3 separate regions of the Sus scrofa genome follow, and all the other regions are linked to region 2. A link is a contact called in public Hi-C and promoter capture Hi-C data. All regions are on one chromosome and are shown on one strand. Each heading gives the region's core, a stretch centred on a gene start, on an enhancer-like site or on the middle of the called end of the contact. The rest is flanking DNA. Distances are from core to core; before and after follow the strand shown.

What was found. Promoter capture Hi-C pulls out the DNA fragments that hold promoters and counts their contacts. A called contact is a pair of places that touch in the nucleus more often than the background predicts.
Region 1: a contact with region 2 is called in a promoter capture Hi-C map of fetal skeletal muscle, with 2.3 times the contacts expected there. The contact joins the promoter of C12H17orf58 here to the promoter of NOL11 in region 2.
Region 3: a Hi-C map of liver shows a contact between it and region 2, with 3 times the contacts expected there. The contact joins the promoter of KPNA2 here to the promoter of NOL11 in region 2. A contact is called at or near these places in 2 of 47 Hi-C or Micro-C datasets (heart right ventricle and liver).

The regions. Positions count from the first base shown.
Region 1 is chr12:14,260,382-14,263,081 of Sscrofa11.1, reverse strand. It overlaps C12H17orf58 (UPF0450 protein C17orf58 homolog), which reads left to right and starts at 1,403. Exons shown (of 3, transcript XM_021068119.1): 1 at 1,403-1,529; 2 at 1,779-1,970; 3 at 2,627-2,700. The coding sequence starts at 1,868. It overlaps LOC110256159, which reads left to right. Exons shown (of 4, transcript XM_021068075.1): 3 at 993-1,615; 4 at 1,776-1,784. The coding sequence ends at 1,784.
Region 2 is chr12:14,034,264-14,036,963 of Sscrofa11.1, reverse strand. It overlaps NOL11 (nucleolar protein 11), which reads right to left and starts at 1,315. Exons shown (of 18, transcript XM_003131277.5): 1 at 1,127-1,315. The coding sequence starts at 1,267.
Region 3 is chr12:14,283,935-14,286,634 of Sscrofa11.1, reverse strand. KPNA2 (karyopherin alpha 2 (RAG cohort 1, importin alpha 1)) reads right to left here and starts at 1,323. Exons shown (of 11, transcript NM_001163404.1): 1 at 1,310-1,323.

The sequences.
Region 1 (2,700 bases), core at 154-2,653, 230 kb before region 2:
ATGTGTTTTCATGCCATATGCCATTTAGGAGCTTTTCCTCCACCATGCAAGGGGGCGGGGGTGGGAGGGCAATGTAAGTGATGTGTGTGCTTTTATACTTCACCAAGGGCCTCTGCCTCCCGGCCACACTTTAAAAATCTTTCTAAGCTGTGTTTTACTAATAAGTGGTGTCCAAGAAGCCAGATAAAAATCCACTCACAAATGCTGGGTTCTGCAGAGACCAAGATGACAGTGTAAACACGGATGGGAAAACCAAATAGTTCTGTTGTCAGGGGCGCTTAAACAATTAGGAGAACCTGTAATATGAGCCCTTTCCCCCTGGGGTTTGCTCTTGGTACTTTCTCAACAAACTGTACAGAGCAAAAAGGCGGATGTTTATATATACATTAAAGAAAGGGCAAAAAGAGTTTGTTATTTAACCAAAGTTGTCAGTTATGTTTAGTCCTGGAACAAATAGGTGGTTGTAATTTTAAAAGCCGTTGCTTTGCGAAGGTTCCTTAACAAAATGAAATGTTCCCATGCGGTGAGAAAATTCTTCCTAGTTGGCCTCATTCTTAGAGGGCAAGACCCTCATCTCCGTCCTCCTGTGGGGCCTAGGAAACCTGTGCTCCTCAGAAGCTGGGGGGCCTTCCTCTTCCCCCTCCCATTCTTTTTCCTTTACTTGCAAGTCTCCTGGCCGCCCCACCTCGCCTCTCGCAGGTGTCTGCTACGTTTGCATTGTCCCCCATCTCCTCCCCTCCCGGAGCCCTTTCTTCTCCCCCCCACTGGCTTCTCTCCCCCTCGGCAGCCTCATCTCTCAGCCTCCCCGGCCTCACCTCTCCTCCCCTCCTCTCTCCCTTCTCGTCTCGGCCTCTCCCCTTCCCCTCGACGCTCCCCCCACCCCCACGCCGGCCCCCTCCTCTCCCCGTCCCCTCCTCCGTCCCCTCTGCCCGCCCGGCCTCTCCTCCCCTCCCCTGACGCCCTCCCGGGCCTCTGCTCCTCTCTCCCTACAGCCTCGTCGCCCCACAACAGGAAGCCCGACCCCGGCGGCGGCCCGAGCGCTGAAGAGACACCGGGGCCCCGGGCGCAGCCGGTCCCCGAAACCCAACGGCGGCCGCGCGCAGCCGACGCCGCTCCCCGCGCCTGGTCGGACCTGCGGCGCCGGAAGCCCCCCACGCCCGCCGAGAACCGGGCCGGCTTCCGGGAGGCAGCGCGCGCGGCCGCCGACCCGCCGAGCCCGCGCCTCGCGCAGGCCGAGAACCGCGCGTCACCGCGCCGCGTGCCCGCGCTGGACGACTCCCCGCGGCGCGCGCGCTCCCGGCACCTGCGCCTCCCGGCCGCGCGAGCTCCCGCGCGCGCCGCCGAGGCCCCCGCCGACCCCGCCTACCTCAACCGGCCGCGCGCCGCCGCGCCGCTCCCGGAACCCGCGCCCGCGCCGCCGCCGCCGCGCCCGCCGCGGACGGAGGACGCCGAGCCAGGCGCCGAGCCCTGCGCGCGCGCCTGCGGGGCGGACCTGGACGTGCGCGAGTCCTACTGCGCCAGCGAGTTCGGTGAGCCCCGCCCGCCGCTCCTCCCGGGCCCGGACGGCCGAGCCCCGGCCGCGGGGAGAGCCTTTCCGAGCCGAGGGAGTCGGGCTGTACACCGGGATCCTAAACCAAACCCTAGAGAATCCCACCCGCTCGGTCCTGCAGGCCCCAGAGCCGTGTGGACTATTTCGCGATTTGTTAAAAACGCTCTGGGGAGAGAAAGAGGAAGGGAGCGCTCTGTATTTCTCCAAACTCTTTGTTTTTTGCAAGCAGCAGTGAACGGAATCGTGCATGATGTGGACGTGCTCGGCACAGGGATCCGGCTGGTGACTCTGCTGGTGGACCGGGACGGGCTGTACAAGATGAGCCGCCTGTACATCACTCCGGACGGGTTTTTCTTCCGAGTCCACATATTAGCCCTGGACACCTCCAGTTGCAATAAGCCATGTCCAGAATTTAAACCTGGTATTGAAACTAAGTGACCATTTTATATTTATGACACCATTGAATATGCCGGAGCCTGGTCTCTGTCGGTCACCCTAGTACCTTTTACGGGGAGAGGGGTATTCTTAGAATTTAGACGACAGGTATTATTTCGGGGATTTAAATTCTGGGATTTAAATTCCATCAGCGCACACCTTCCTCCCGCGCCACCGGCTAAAGATGGGAACTGCACGGGCTGGCACAAAGCAGACACTCAATAAATGTTTGTGGACAAATGAAGGGAACGATGAAACACCGTTGCCAGAAGGGACGCCTACGGGGCCATTTAAACTGAGTGTAGAAGCGTCTTTTTTGGGGGGCGGGTGCTGCGCACTGCCACGTCTTTCTAGAGGTGTGCTCGGTAAAGTCCTGCTGATATGTTGTGATTAGGAACTTTGCTCCTAGTGTTGGCTGTTTACAGGCTGGGTAATCTGATTATTCTATAAAGGTCACTAGGCTGTCTCTGTTGTTTGAGGGTTAAATAAATGTCTGAGATGCACCATGTGCAGCAAGATAACAGATTCAAGCTTAGGCGTTTCTTAAAGTCCTTATTCCATTTTCACATTGTTTCGTGGCATTTTTGAAGATACTATGAATTTACATGTTGGCTTTTTTTTTTTTTTTCTTTCCCCCCCCAGGCAGCAGGTATATTGTGATGGGCCACATCTATCATAAAAGAAGGCAGCTACCTACAGCTCTGCTTCAGGTCCTG
Region 2 (2,700 bases), core at 66-2,565:
CACCAACAGTGTATGAGAGTTCCCTTTCCTCCACGTCCTTACCAATATTTGCTATTTGTGTTCTTTTTGATGATGGACATTCTGAGAGGTGTGTGGTGATATCTCATTATAGTTTTGGTTTGCATTTCCCTGACGATTAGCGACTGCTGAGATTGCTAGCTTCTTAAAGATACAGAAACCTGGAGTTCCCGTTGTGGCTCAGCGGTAACAAACAAGAATGGTTCTGATCCTTGATCTCACTCAGTGGGGTAAGGATCCTGGAGCCGTGGTGTGGGTCTCGCAGATCCCCTGCTGCTGCTCACCTAGCCTGGGAACTTATCACGTGCCGCAGGTACAGTCCTAAAAAGACAAAAACAAAAACAAACCAAAAACCCCCCAAAACCAAAAAGAACCCCCAACAAAACCACCCCAAAACCAAAAAAATCCAAAAACAAAAACTCCCGTTAAACTAAGTTCAGCAGCTCACATAAAAATACTTTCTACAAGCCTACTACAAGCAAAGTTTAAGGTGTCGTAGTCCGTCGTTAGACTGAAAAGGGGGCGGGGTGTGTAGATTTCAAGGGACACAACTCCAGATTTCACAGGGTGAACCACAGCTGTCAACAGACCGGTCACTCGGATTTAAAATTCCTACCAAGCTGCCAAGAAAACGAAAAACAAAAACAAAAACAAAAAAAGAAAGAGAAAAAGAAGACACCTACAAAACCTTTTTTCCCGCCTAACGAGTGGTAGGAAATGTTATGGACAGAATGCGAAACTAACATCAATGACATCTCCCACCCAACCAATCTCTGTTCAACCCTTCTGCGGGAGGCCTGGGTAGACAGAGACCCCAGGAGGGGATCTTAGCAAGGCTATCTGAAAGCACAGGTTTCCTTTCCTTTCCTAGTCTAGCCCACGTGCACTTAAGATGCTCTGCCGCCTGCAACTCGGAGATATGCCTTGCTCTTCGGGGAAACAATCGAGTCAGATTCTAACCTCACTCAGCGTCCCGAAGAGGCCATGCCGCCTCTCCACTAAGTCTGCTGAACGATGTCCCCGAAGCTGTGAGAAACCCGTGGTTACGACTTCGCGCTCAGAAAGGGGCGAAACGGCAACGAGGGCGTTCCAAGACTATCGCTCTCACCTTATAGAGAATGACCGTCCTGCCGCTGTCCGTCACTAGAAATTGGTCTGTTTTGTCGCTCTGCTCCACTCCTAGGGGTCCGTCAGGCCCAGAACCCAGGGGTACCGCAGTCAACGTGAATCCCTCCTCCAGGGCTGCCATTTTGGCCCAACTTACGCACGGCCGCGCAGCCCTCCCGGCAGGCTTCGCGCTTTCTCTCGCGAGAACTAGGAGGCCGACTGGCACTAAGTGAGAAACCTGCTTGCGGAGTCTGCGACCTCTGGCGGGCAGAGATCGCTAGTGGCGCTGCGGTCGACGTCGGGTGGGCGGGGCCTGGAACTTGCGTCTAGACTCCGCCTCCCAGGCCAGAGTCCCGAGTCCCGGATGCACCGCTCTGTGGGGAAAGGGTGGGTGGCAGGGGAAACCTTACCTGTTGGGTGGTATCGCCGCTGAGCCTTTTTCAGCTACGAATTTGAGAGGCTGAGGGGTGGGTGTGGCAAGTGGCGGGATATAAATAAACTCAATGTTTTCACTTGAAGCGAACTCTCTAGGAATTCCTTCCACAGCTTCTTGGAATAATGTCCCAAGGGAAAAATATTTCTCTCTTCAGATTAACTCTTAACGTGCTGAACTGAAATGCCTAATCCCCCCTGCTTCTCAGAACCCGCCGCAAAGATCTAGTCTCTGCGGCCTTTCGGGCCTCCCAGGTTTTCTCTCCCGGTTCTCTGAGCACCGGCGGGGACATCTCTCCAGCTTTTAGGAAATTCAGACTTGTCCCAGGAAGCGGATGACGTCTAAGGTCCCCCTGGGCAATTTTTGGCAAAGCCATTTCCTTGGGAGGTTTTTGAGATAAACGTGACTAACGCAGTCAATACTGTCAAAACTCAGAAAAGATAAATCGTGCATGTTCTTAGGGAGGAAACATCTAAATAGGCGATTACCAGGCCACAAGCATTACAACACAGGAGAAAGGCTATGCAGCTATTATGAAAGAAGTACGTAGCTACCGTAAATTCTTAATAAGGATAACAGGTCTTCTTTTTCTTTTTTTTTGTCTTTTTTGCCTTTTCTAGGGCCGCTTCCGCGGCATATGGAGATTCCCAGGCTAGGGGTCTAATCGGAGCTGTAGCCACCGGCCTACACCACAGCCAGAGCAACTCGGATCCGAGCCATGTCTGCAACCTACACCACAGCTCACGGCAACGCCGGACTTAACCCACTGAGCAAGGGCAGGGATCGAACCCGCGCAACCTCATGGTTCCTAGTCGGATTCATTAACCACTGCGCCACTACGGAAACTCCGAGATCTTATTTTTCAAAGTATCTAAGGCGTTTGGCTTTAAATTTGTGGCTCCTTTATTTGGAAAAGAAATACTGTGAGATTCAGCCTAGACATCCTGGCCTCTATGAAACCTTTCTTTTCCTCCCGGCACAATCAGCCTGTCTGGGGAATCGTGTTTAGCACCCACTGTCCATGTTTAGGATGCTAGCCTAGACACATCCTTCTCCAGGAAGTCTTCTCTGACTCTCTGAGACTGGATCAAATGTCTAATTTGGGGCACCAGTGTTATCAGAACATCCATTTGGATGGTTAC
Region 3 (2,700 bases), core at 74-2,573, 250 kb before region 2:
CCTTTTATCATTTTGATTGGCAATACGGTAAGCATCAAGGGAATTATCGAAAACATATTGAATCCACACTTTTGTAATGGAAGAGGAACTTCCTTTTTCAGCACTATGTAGTTTTAGCCAAAGGATATTTGGCCCCTCCCCTCCGAAGGGCTGAGACTTCCTGGAGCAGTGCTGTCCATCAGAAATATAAAGCAAGCAGCCTAAATTTAAATTTCCTAGTAGCCACATTTTGTTTAAAAAAAGTAACAAGAAACAAATGAAATTAATTTTAATATTTAACCCAACACATCCAACATATTCTCATTTCCACACGTTAAAATATCAAAAAAATTACTGAGATATTTCACATTCTTTTTTCCTACCAATTCTTCAAGATCTGTACTTTAAGCTTACAGCACAACTCGATTCAGACTAGCCACTTGCGTCTGGCGACTACCGCACTGCACAGAGCGGCTCTAGACTCTATAGAGGATCTACAAATACTTAACTGAACTCGGAGTAGGGGGACTGAGCTTATAGGTAAAATCTTTGTCCTAGGGGCCATAAATTCAGATCCTCTGGAGGCTCCACTGTCTTTAAATGGCCTAACAGGTACATTCTCCACAGTTGAAAGTTGTTAAAAATCTGACTCATCATTACGTTATGGAGTCTTTCATAAAATGTCCTGTCCACACTGAAAACTCGCGACGCAGTTCTTCATCTTCAGCATCTCGCACACTTTCGAGGAATTCCGAGTGAATGCACCAAATTAGGTTGATATCCCCAGCTGTGCTTCACTCAGACGTGGCTACTTAAGCGCACTCCCCAAAAGATCACAAAAGGAAAAGTCCTCCTAAGGGGGGGAGGGGGCTATCTTTAATTTCATTTTGTTCTTTTACGAAATAGTGACACAACCAACCCAGGGCCGACGTGTTTTAAGAGACAGCACTTCCAACTGCCACCTCCATCTCCAGTCCCTTCCCCTGCTCCCCCCTCCCCGCCCCATTTCGGGGAAGGAGCAGCCGGGAACTGACGGAGGAGGAGCCAGAGGCGCCCGGCAACCTACTTGGGCTTTCGCCCTCGGGCCTCACTCTGATTCTCGAGTAAATGCCATTGCGGCGGTTTGCAGAGCCTCGGGCCCTAAAACCCAAGCACCCGCATCCCCAAACACCCGTCTCGTAAACGAACGACCCCAAAGGCCTCGTCAACCAAAGAAGCCAAAGCTAGGCCAGGCGTATAGCCCGGGCCTTCCCTCCCGCCACCCACAAGCCGAGCCCGGCCTACAGGCCAGCCGTTGCCACTCAGGCCGGACTGCGGCCTAGGTTCGTACCTACACAGCCGGCTCAGGCTTCCACAGGAGGCGGTCAGGGGCGCTCAGGCTGCGGCTCAGGGTCTCTCAAAACGTCCACCACGGTCAGCGCGAGGACAGTGTGGCTCGTGCAGCCGGCGCGATTTAAATTTCCCGGTGGCTCCGCATTCCGATTGGCTGGTTCGAGCTTATGCTAGACGTCCATTGGTGGATTTGAAAAACACGTTGGGAGGGGTCAGAGGGCCCAGAAGATACGATAGCATCGCGAGATGAGGGAGCGGCCGGGCGATCCCAGAGCGCCCCGCAGTTCGGAGGCGGCAGCCTTCAGGTCCCGGCGTGCAGCGCGAAGGGCTAGTTTCCAGCCCGCCTTGGCCATAGCCTCGGTCCTTTACCGAGGGTTTACTCGTGTACAGTGGTTGGTCGTTACCCTTGGCGTCTGCCTTAAGAGAACCACAAATGATTCCCCAAATAATTTTTAAAATTTCGATATAGAAATACATTGCTATGTATTTTTTTCTCTGATAGGACTCAGAAGAAAAAGGCCACCAAAGGTTAGCAGGGCCACCAAGGAGGGGATGGATAAAGCAGATTTGTGCTGCACTTTTTAGTTTAGTTTTTTTTTTCTTCTAACTTGCATCATAAAAGACTGCATAGACGGCACAAGTAATGGTAACAAAAGGTTTACTACATCTGTTTCTCCAGTCTTATTTTTTATTTTCAAATACAAAAGAACTATAAATCTTTATGCATATTTGCCAAGTGTTAACATTTGCCACATTTACTATTTCTTTCTCTGTGTAAATACCCACACGTACTAGTAGGCCCATATGCATAGCTTTTACATGATACTTTTCAACCTTTTGAAGGGTAAGTTTGAGAAATCATGTCCCTTTATCCCTAAATATTTTGGGTTGCACCTTGGAAGGATAAGGACATTCTGTTATATAACCACTCCACAATCATCAAATTCAAGACATCTGAACTTCGATGTGATTTATTATATAGTCCATGTTCAAATTTTGTCAGTTGTTCCAGTAATGACTTATGCTACAATTTATACATTTCTGAATAAAATGCTTGCATTTTCTTGTAATTTTTAAAAAAGCATCAGTGATGGTTCTCGTAATGTCAGTGTTATAGGCCACTTTGTTTTCATAATTTTTCCGTATTCTGAAAAGGGTATTTTTAAGAAAAGCTGTATTGGTTTTGTTGTTTGTGTGTTTTTTACTATAAATTCAAACAATGGTCTTCGTCTCTTCTTGCAGGCATTTTTGCCAGCTTCATGCACTGTGTAGCAGCCAAGGGAATCACAGGAGGTTGTCTCCTCTCACCTACCCAATCAGTATAATCCTATCTGCCCAAATGCGAAAACGTGGAAGGAATTCACCTGTAAACCAGTCACTGCAAGGCAT